Regions from separate parts of the Rattus norvegicus genome. Here region 2 is linked to region 1. The links are chromatin contacts, called in public Hi-C maps. All regions are on one chromosome and are shown on one strand. The core of a region is the stretch at or near the end of the contact, and the rest is flanking DNA. Distances in the headings are between cores, read along the strand shown. Region 1 has its middle 64 kb from the start of Klf13. Region 2 holds the start of Klf13 (KLF transcription factor 13).

What was found. A called contact is a pair of places that touch in the nucleus more often than the background predicts.
Region 2: a Hi-C map of frontal cortex shows a contact between it and region 1, with 4 times the contacts expected there. The contact joins the promoter of Klf13 here to the enhancer-like site in region 1. A contact is called at or near these places in 11 of 12 Hi-C or Micro-C datasets (the A7r5 cell line, the Rat2 cell line, Schwann cells and 6 more).

The regions. Positions count from the first base shown.
Region 1 is chr1:126,882,141-126,886,465 of GRCr8, forward strand. No RefSeq gene overlaps it. Among named protein-coding and RNA genes, the nearest start is that of Klf13, 64 kb to the right of the region's middle. Within about 2 kb of position 1,806, at least 41 of the 93 cell types and tissues checked have an H3K27ac peak or open chromatin away from gene starts, as enhancers often do. A contact at or near this core is called in prefrontal cortex, where this site is marked.
Region 2 is chr1:126,945,980-126,950,304 of GRCr8, forward strand. It overlaps Klf13 (KLF transcription factor 13), which reads right to left and starts at 2,457. Exons shown (of 2, transcript NM_001109147.1): 1 at 2,257-2,457. The coding sequence starts at 2,362.

The DNA.
Region 1 (4,325 bases), core at 556-3,055:
TGGGCCTGATGGCTGTGGGAATCTGAGGGGATTATGCGGTGGTTTGGCAATGCTGAAAGGCAGACTCCACGCCCACTAAATCCTTTAGAGTAGAGGAGCCCTTGTTTCCAGGTGAGTTCAGTTCCGAAGGGGGTGGGCACACACAGCCTAGCTGGGGCTTCCGAGAGCTGCATCTGTTCCTGATCCCCTGGGGGGACTAGTGACATGCTCTAAAGGAAAACAGTGAGGACCTCCCTCACCATGGTTGACAACCCAGGCAAGGATGAGCTAGCTGCTGGTGCCATCTTTGAGGGAAAGCCACCTGGTGACATAACCAGCCCTTGGAGCAGATCAAAGGGAGCCAGATGGGTGGTACCAGCTGCCAGGGCTACCAGCTCTCCCAGCCCAGAAACGCCTAAGGCTTCCTGGATAAGAGAGCTGGAGATAGTGCCCAGCTGCTCGCCACCCCTCGTTTGTAGGCCACAGCATCCTTAGCTTCCTGCTTAGACCCTCCAGGGCCAATTGTCCCATTCTAACATCAACACCCACTCTTTGCAGGCTCCGGCTGTGGTGCTAGGGCTCAAATACCAAGGTGTTCGGAGAGGTCTGGAAGCCACAAAGGCCCCCAAGGCCCTGGAACAAGGTAAGTGAACATGGATGACCACTGAAGGACAGACTCACAGACAGAGCATCTCCAGGGCAGCCACCACTCCCTTTCACAATACCAGAAAAGGTCTGACTGCCTCTTCCACCATGCCTTCAAATAGCAGACAGCACAGTCCATATGGTCTATTACATCCTCCGCATAGCCCCGTCCCTTGGTCCCTTGGCTTAGTGGGTTTCCCCGATGTGATGGCAGGCCCCTGAGGACTCTCGGGGCCATGAGCAGGTGGGAAAGTAGGGATCCTGCAAAGCAGCAGCAATTACAAGCTCCACCCTGAGATGGGGTACTTTGTGGTGGGAACCTGTCCAGGCAAAGGCCTTATCCGAGAGATCAGGCAAATTACTGGGTAGCCATCAGAGTGGAGCCTAGGCACAGACGTGTGTGCAACAGACACCTCATTAGGCTAATTATGGGCTCCTGGGCCCACTGGTACTATGTGGATGGAGATAAACTCAAGGTCAGCCAAGAGAACAGCAGCAGGGTGATGCTTTCCTCAGAAGGCTAGTTTGCCACAGGCCCTCAGGCTGAGGCCTACCACAGAAAGAGGGAAGAAATGAAGGGGGTGGCCACTTTAGAAGTCCACAGATCCCACACCTGCTCATAAGTCCTGCTTCCTTCCACTTCATCTGTAACCCTCATCCATGTAGGATTGCCAGGAGATGCTGGCCACTGGATACAGTCCATAAAAAAAATGGCGATAGGGCTGGAGAGATGGCAGTTAAAAGCGCTGATTGCTTCCAGAGAACACTGGTTGGATTCCCAGAAAAGATGGCTCAAAACCATCTGTAACTCCAGTTCCCAAAAGATCCAGTGCCCTTGGTGGGCAACAGGCATGCACGTGGTACACAGACACACATGCGGGCAAAACACCCACACGCAGAAAATATTTTAATCTTAAAAATTAAAACGGTGGCAAAGGTGACGGTGCGTGCACAAATATCAGCCTTGTATTGCACATACGTTAGCTCCTCCATAGCTATAAACAGATACATTTATTTCATAAACGAGAGAACAGTGGCTCACGCAGCTTAGTGATTTGCTAGCAGCTGTTGGAGCTAGAAAAATCAAGACTTGGCCCTAAACTAGAAACAGGCCGAGGTACCACCCACCAAATAAGAGCTGGTGGGAAGTGGCGCCCCCCCACGCCCCCCCCCCCGAACAGCTCGCTCCTCCCTCAAGAGATGACGTCACGGGGCCCGCCTCCTTTAAAGCAGCTGAGTCTCTCCAGTGTCTTAGGGAGCTGAAGGATTGTGCTTCTTTGCTTTTGAGATTCAGTACCCATATCCTCCGCGCTTTCGTTAAGAAGGGCCTGGCACGCCTCTGTAGGCTTGAGCATCTGTCTCTTAACTGCTTTCTCAGGCTTCGTGCTCAGGACACCTGCCAGAACCATTCAGCAAGACCACAGGGAGCATCTACCCGCGCGGGTGGGGACCGGGAGGAAACCCTGTGTTACTCTGCCCTCCTCCGAGGTCTCCACCAGAAACCCCTCCACAGTACTTGCCTCCTCTCCCATCCTGAAAGTTCTAAATTGGCTTGCGGAGGCTGACTGTGACCTGTTATACTTCCTTTCCTAGCGATAACCCCGCCCTGCTCTCTCCTGGCCCAGCACTCTCCTGGAGGCATCTACTTCCCCTGTATGGACCCCCGCTCTACTTCCGGGAAGGCTCAAGGCGGGGCTGAGACAAAGAGCCATGTCAGAGGCCCACAGGCACCCTGGGTACTTAACAAAACAAACAAACAATAAACAGATCTGAGGTTTTTCTTTTTTTTCTTTTTTTAAAGGAAGGGGCATGTCAAGGTCTCCCCCACCCCAAACTGCACCAGGCAGGCTCAACTGGCCTTGCCCACTGCTCCTTTCTTTCTTCATGGAAAAAAAAAAAAAATGGAAAAGGCATGGAATTGGTTTATAGCTTTAAATGTCAGTAGCAACACCTACACCTGGGAAACACTGTAGCTCCTTCCTGGGTTTGTGGAATCAGAACTTGTGTTCATCAAGCTACCCAAAGGATGCTGGTGCAGCCGTGTACGGTGGGGGGAGAGGGGCCGCCCTGGCTCCTGGATTCTATCTCCATCCCCAAGACCTGTCTCCACCAGTGATGCCTTACTTTTCTCCTGAGTCCTGCAACTCCAGGGCTTCTCCCACCAAGAACAAAGCTCTCCAATATTTCTTTTGTCTGCACATACCAGCTAACCTTGAATATCCTCTGTCTAAATGTCCCCCTCCAGATTATAGAGACTGCAGGTAAACAGGCTCAGATCCCATCCTGGACTCACAACTAAGCTGTGTCTCAGATTAGCCTCCCTGCCTCTATTCCTTATTTTCCAAAGGAAAAGCAGAAGCTCTGAGCTGACGCAGGACAGGAGATTGCCACCCTGGCCCACCAGACCTAGAATGCCAGGCAGAGTTGAGGAGGCTTCTACAGTGCAGACCCAGACCTGTGTTCCACAGGCCACTGCCTGGGAGCCATGATCCTCTTTCCAGTTTCATCTAATACCTGTGTGGATAGGACACCCAGGCCAGCTCCCACCAACTTAAGCCTGCTTCAGTGTGAGCCAAGCCATTCAAGGTGCTAATGCTACAAGAGCTGCCCACTTCCCTGGAAGTCCCTCGCTCTCTCTCTGGGTCCATTGTCCCCTTGTAGATTTCCCCTTTGCTTCTGAAACCCACAGACCTTGGTCCTTCCCAGCTGCCCAGGGCCACTTCTATTGGGCTCCTATATCTTTGTGCCTCTTCCCTTGAAATACCTATTGTCCCTGGATCTCCCCAAGGGCTATCTTACTCTACTTTTGTCACTATAACAGAACAACTGAAACTGGATAGATGATAAAGAATTGAGGGTTATCCACTGTATTAGGGTTCTCTAGAGTCACAGAACTTATGGAATGTCTCTCTATATTGAGGGAATTTATCATGATGACTTAATGGTCTGTATTCCAACTAACCCAACAATGTCAGCTATGAATGGGAATCTAATAGTTGCTCAATCCCACGAGGCTAGTTGTTTCAGCTGGTCTTCTGTAGAAGTAGGTTCCAACTGATGTGCTGGCAAGCAGGTAAAGAGGGAAATTTTCCCTCTTCCGGTGTCCTTACGTAGGCCTCCAGCAGAAGGTGTGGCCCAGATTAAAGGTGTGGTACCACCACACCTGGATCTGAAACTTGCTTTGTCCCAGGCTGACCTTGAACTCAGAGGTCTTCTTGCCTCAGTCTCCTAAAATTAAAGGAGTGTACTACCTTGCCTGGGCCTAAACTCTTCATGGCCACTATACCTCAAGATCTCCATGCCAAGATCCAGATCAGAAACTTGTGTCTTCCAGCCTCAAGATCTGGATCACAGGTGAGCCCTCTAATTCTGGGTTGTAGTTCACTCCAGATACATCAAGTTGACAACCAGGGTGGCTGTCACGTCCACCTTTCAGTTCTCAAGGCTAGGAAGTACAGAAACATGGCCTTGACATTTGGTGAAGTCCCTCTTACTGCCTCGGACATCGTAGGGCATCCTGATGAGAGAAGAGGGACTGGCTTGGTTCTCTCTTCCTCTCTTTGTGAGGCCACTAATGAGGGCCCCACCCTCATGACTTCATCTAGCCCTCATTACCTTCCAGGGAGCCCACCTCCAAACAACACTGACAGGAATTTTTCCACCAGATCTGTCCTGGAGACAGCCCTTTGGACCATGGCAAG
Region 2 (4,325 bases), core at 1,207-3,706, 64 kb after region 1:
TGTCCCTGCATGACAGCAGGCCTGCCCCAGGAGTCCACAGAAATACTGGGTGTGTTCTACAAGCTCGCTTCTGCACCATCACACGGTGAAGGTACAGAACCGGCCATGACACCTAGAGCGCGCTTAGCTTCCCTGAAGAACAGAATAACACCCTTGCTCAAGACTTCTGTAAAGTATAGCCCAGAGCACACCTGGACTCAGGACTGTTTCTCTTTGGGTGGAGACACTCTGCAAGGCTGGCATTGCTGCCCCCTCCTATGAAACTGTCCAAAACTACAGACATGGTGTGGGCTACTGGCCTTCAGCCGCCCACCAAGCCTTATCCAAGCCTTGAGGTTTCAGTTCATCTGCTCCTGATAAACTAGCCCAACTAAATACAATTTACTGAACTTAAGAGGTCTTGGTTACCTAGCAACAAATGAGTTGTACCTGGGATGGGGCTGCCACTCCCTAATCTGAGCACAGCTCAATACCTATGAGGTCTCCATAGCAATCCGAGGACGCTCATGGAAGCTGGAGGTTCTTACTGCTGTAGTTAGGTCCTTCAGGGGTGGTCATGGGGATCTGGAGACATGAAAAGCAGCAAAAAACATCTAGGCAACCATGAGCAAAACTGCAGGACTTGACTTGGGGCTGAAGAGAAGGTTCAGTAGTTAAAAACCACTTGCTGCTCTTACCGATGAGGGAGGTTCAGTTCCCAACACTGACAAGGAGGCTCTCAACCGTCTGTAGCTCCAGATCTAGGGGAATCTGAAGCCCTCTTTTGGTCTCCAAAGGTACTGCACTCCTATGGTGAACTTACAGGCAAAATACTTACACGCATTAAAAATTTCTGGACAATTCAGGGCGTGGTGATGCATACCTTTAGTCCTAGCACTCCGAAGCAGAGACAGATTACTGAGTTCAAGGCCAGCCAGGTCTACAAAGGAAGTCCTGGACAGCTACGGCTGGTTACACTCAGAAACCCTGATTTGAAAACACACACACACACAAACCAAAAGCCAAAAAAACTCCTTCAGTACATGAAATTCTGTTTTATCAGGCTACACCCACACACAAAAGGGGGTGATGGAATGGGGGGGGGGGGCTGCACAAACCCTCTTGGATGCTTGAGTCATTTTCTCTTCTGCTCTTCAGAGGTCATCTTGACCAGACAGACCAGAACTAAGGATGAGAATGCATGGTGGTGTGCTGCCCACTTGTACTTCAAGGCCAAGCCTCCTTACTAACAAGCTGTATTATCTTTGTTTACACAATAAGGCATTGCCAAATAGAATGCGTTCCTCAAAGCAAAATGGCACAATGGGTAAGGACACCCATTGCCAAGCCTGGTAAGTCGAGTTTGATTTCTGGAACCCACATGGTAGAGAGAACTGACTCCCCCAGGCTATCCCCTGACCTTCATGTGTATGCTGTGAGACGTGCACTGTGCGTGCACGAGTGCGCGCATGCACACGCATACACACACACACACACACACACACACACACACACACACACGAGTAACTGTAAAAGCAGCTTTTAAAAAATGAAACACCGAGAGGTTTTTAAAGAAGGGTGCTAAAACACACCATCTATGAAGCCAAACCTCACACAACTGGCCAAGGACGGAGACAGCAACACCACTGAGCCTTACAGACAACACGCAGGTCTCGGGCCCTTCCCCACCCCTCAACGCAATGTTAAAAACTCTAGTTGTTTTTTTTTTTTTTTAACACTATGAAATAAAATTCTGAAAAACAAAAGAACGAAAGCCTCAATTCTGCAAACATCCTTGAAGAGGTGACCCTCGGTCATATTAGGAGGATGGCATCTAAGTTACACAGAGGAGGGGTGGGAAGGCATTCAGTGATGGGGACACCAGACAGCCCTCTACTCAGGGGCTAGGCCAGGCCTCTTGCTGAGGACCAGCTGCTGCTCCCTAGTGAAAGCAGGCAGAGCTGGAATGTTTAGACTGAGGGAAGCAAAACCAGCCCTGAATCTGAAATCAGTACAGCAAATCTGGACATTCCTTTGGTGCTGGACTGGGGGCCTGCCACACACGGCAACTGCAGAGAGTTGCCTTCCTGGCAGGTCCACACTGAAAACAGAATAAACAGTCCATAAAACAATCCAGCCCCCTTGACATGCATAAACCACGAGACTGACCCTGCAGGACCATAAGGGGGGAGCCTCAGCGAATAAACTATCTACCAGGTGACCTAGACCAGCAGTACTGGTCAGAAAATGGACGAACCAGCTTCCCTGCTTACTCACCAGGCTCTCTGTTGGGGCAAGGATATATAAAGTGACCGACAGTGAGACAGAGTAGAGACCCTGGCAAACCAGGAGTCCCTGGGAATGTACTGTTGTGTCCACTCATGGGCTGGCCATTCCCACAGGGACATTCCCATCAACAGCCAGGCGTATGGACAGGAGAGCCCGGCCAGGTGCGGCTGACCCAGGCTGCCTGCAAGAAGCAGTCGGAGCTTAATAGCAGACATAATCCTCACTGGCATGGCTGAGGTGTAAAGCTAGTTCACACCCTAGACTCCTCCAGGAAGACTGGCTTTGGGCAGGAAGGTAGGTGGCCCCGGGGGCTCTGGAAGCTCCACTTATGGGCATCTGAGCACTCCAGGAGAAGAGAAGCAGCTCCCCAAAATTTTCCATGGAACTTAATCAGCCTCAAAGCCAATAAATCCTGGTGTGGTGTTTACGTAAGCGCTCCCAGCCTCTGGCCCTCAGCCAGTGCTCCAAAACCTACGCTGTGCCAGCTGTCGGCAGTGGGGTGCCCTCTGTGCTGCCCCCACCCTGCCTCACCAACCTAAAAGAAAAAGTCAATGAATCATAGAAATGTTCCTCCTATAAATGGAATATAAATGTTTATTAAGAAATTACGGGAACCAGGTCAGGCATTTTGCAATCTTAGTCATACTAGCTAATTAAAAAAAAAAAATCAAAATAGAAACCCATCTTAGAAACTTGAGACAATGAAAGCTTCTCTAGCCAAGGAGCGCTTGGAGCCTAGACTCAGCTTGGTTGTCAAGGCAACTCAGTATTTACCTCCAGTTCTGCTGTGTAGGAGGATCCTGACTGGGACCAGGAACAGCCAACCAAGCCACCTCCTCCCCAACACCACACAGGAGAGGTGCCAGGGTGTCCCCAGAGAGCAGAAGGAGGAAGCCACAGCTTCCCTCGGGGATGTGTACTGTCTCCCCAGCATAGACACCTATAGCACAAGGGAGAGGCACCTACATTCTCCTTCCTTCAGCCCCCTGTGCCCCAGTTCCTTGAGGGCTGGAAACCACTGAAGGCAAGTTAGAACCAGCTTGAGTCCAAAGTATAAGGAGGAAAGAAATTAAGGGTGGATGTGCCCAGACTGCACCCTCAGCTGGACAGCCCATGCCCACACTCAGATCCTATCCAGGCTCCTAGTCTGTGGGGAGGCCTGAAGGAGAGCAAATTCCCTCCTGTTCAACTACCGGTCCCCTCTATATCCGGAGACCAGTCCTGTCTGCACAGGCACCTCCAGACACGCTACTCCCTCCTGCTCTGCTCTTGCAGGGCATCAGGCTTTCTAAAGGGTTCAAGTACCACAGGGACAAACGTTCCTGCTGCAGCCTGTATACCTACAGGGCGTCTTACGGCTGACTTCCATCCAAGGGAGCAACTGACCCATGTGCCGGCTGAACGGCTCATATATAATAGTGTACAAAGTACACGCAAAGGCACATATGCACACATGTACATGTGGGCACACATCCATACACACCCACGTAAACTCTTTCTTCCAAGCCAAGCTCCACGAGTAACTGGACAAATGAGTTTGAAACTCTGGATCATAATTCAGGCTAAGAGACAGATGTGGGAGTGAAGGCCTATAATTCTAGCTCTTTGAGAGGCTGGGGCAGGAGAACCCCAAGTTCCAGCAGAGCCTAGGCAACTTAATGACATTACTGATGGAGAAAAACTGCTGGGGCTCAGTGGAAAAAGTACTTGCCTAGCATATATAAAACTGGGGATTCAATCTCTATGGGGACAGGAAAATAAAGACTGAAGTTTCTCAAAAGCTAGAGTGTGAACTTAAGAGTGATACAATTATCCAAAGCATGAAGTCTCTCCATGGGACAGGCCGTACCAGAACCTTGTCTTGCAGGCCTGGCAGTTTAGGAAAACCAGCTTTCTGACTGCTAACATGGCAGAACCGTGCCAGTGCGGGTAACACCCTGACTGTTCTATTTGAGAGAGCCACATCCCTCCACGAAGTCTGGCAGGCACACAGCCTTGACATATGGACATTCTGCAGAGCCCCACGCTCGCACAGAAGACACCATGGGTTGTGTCAG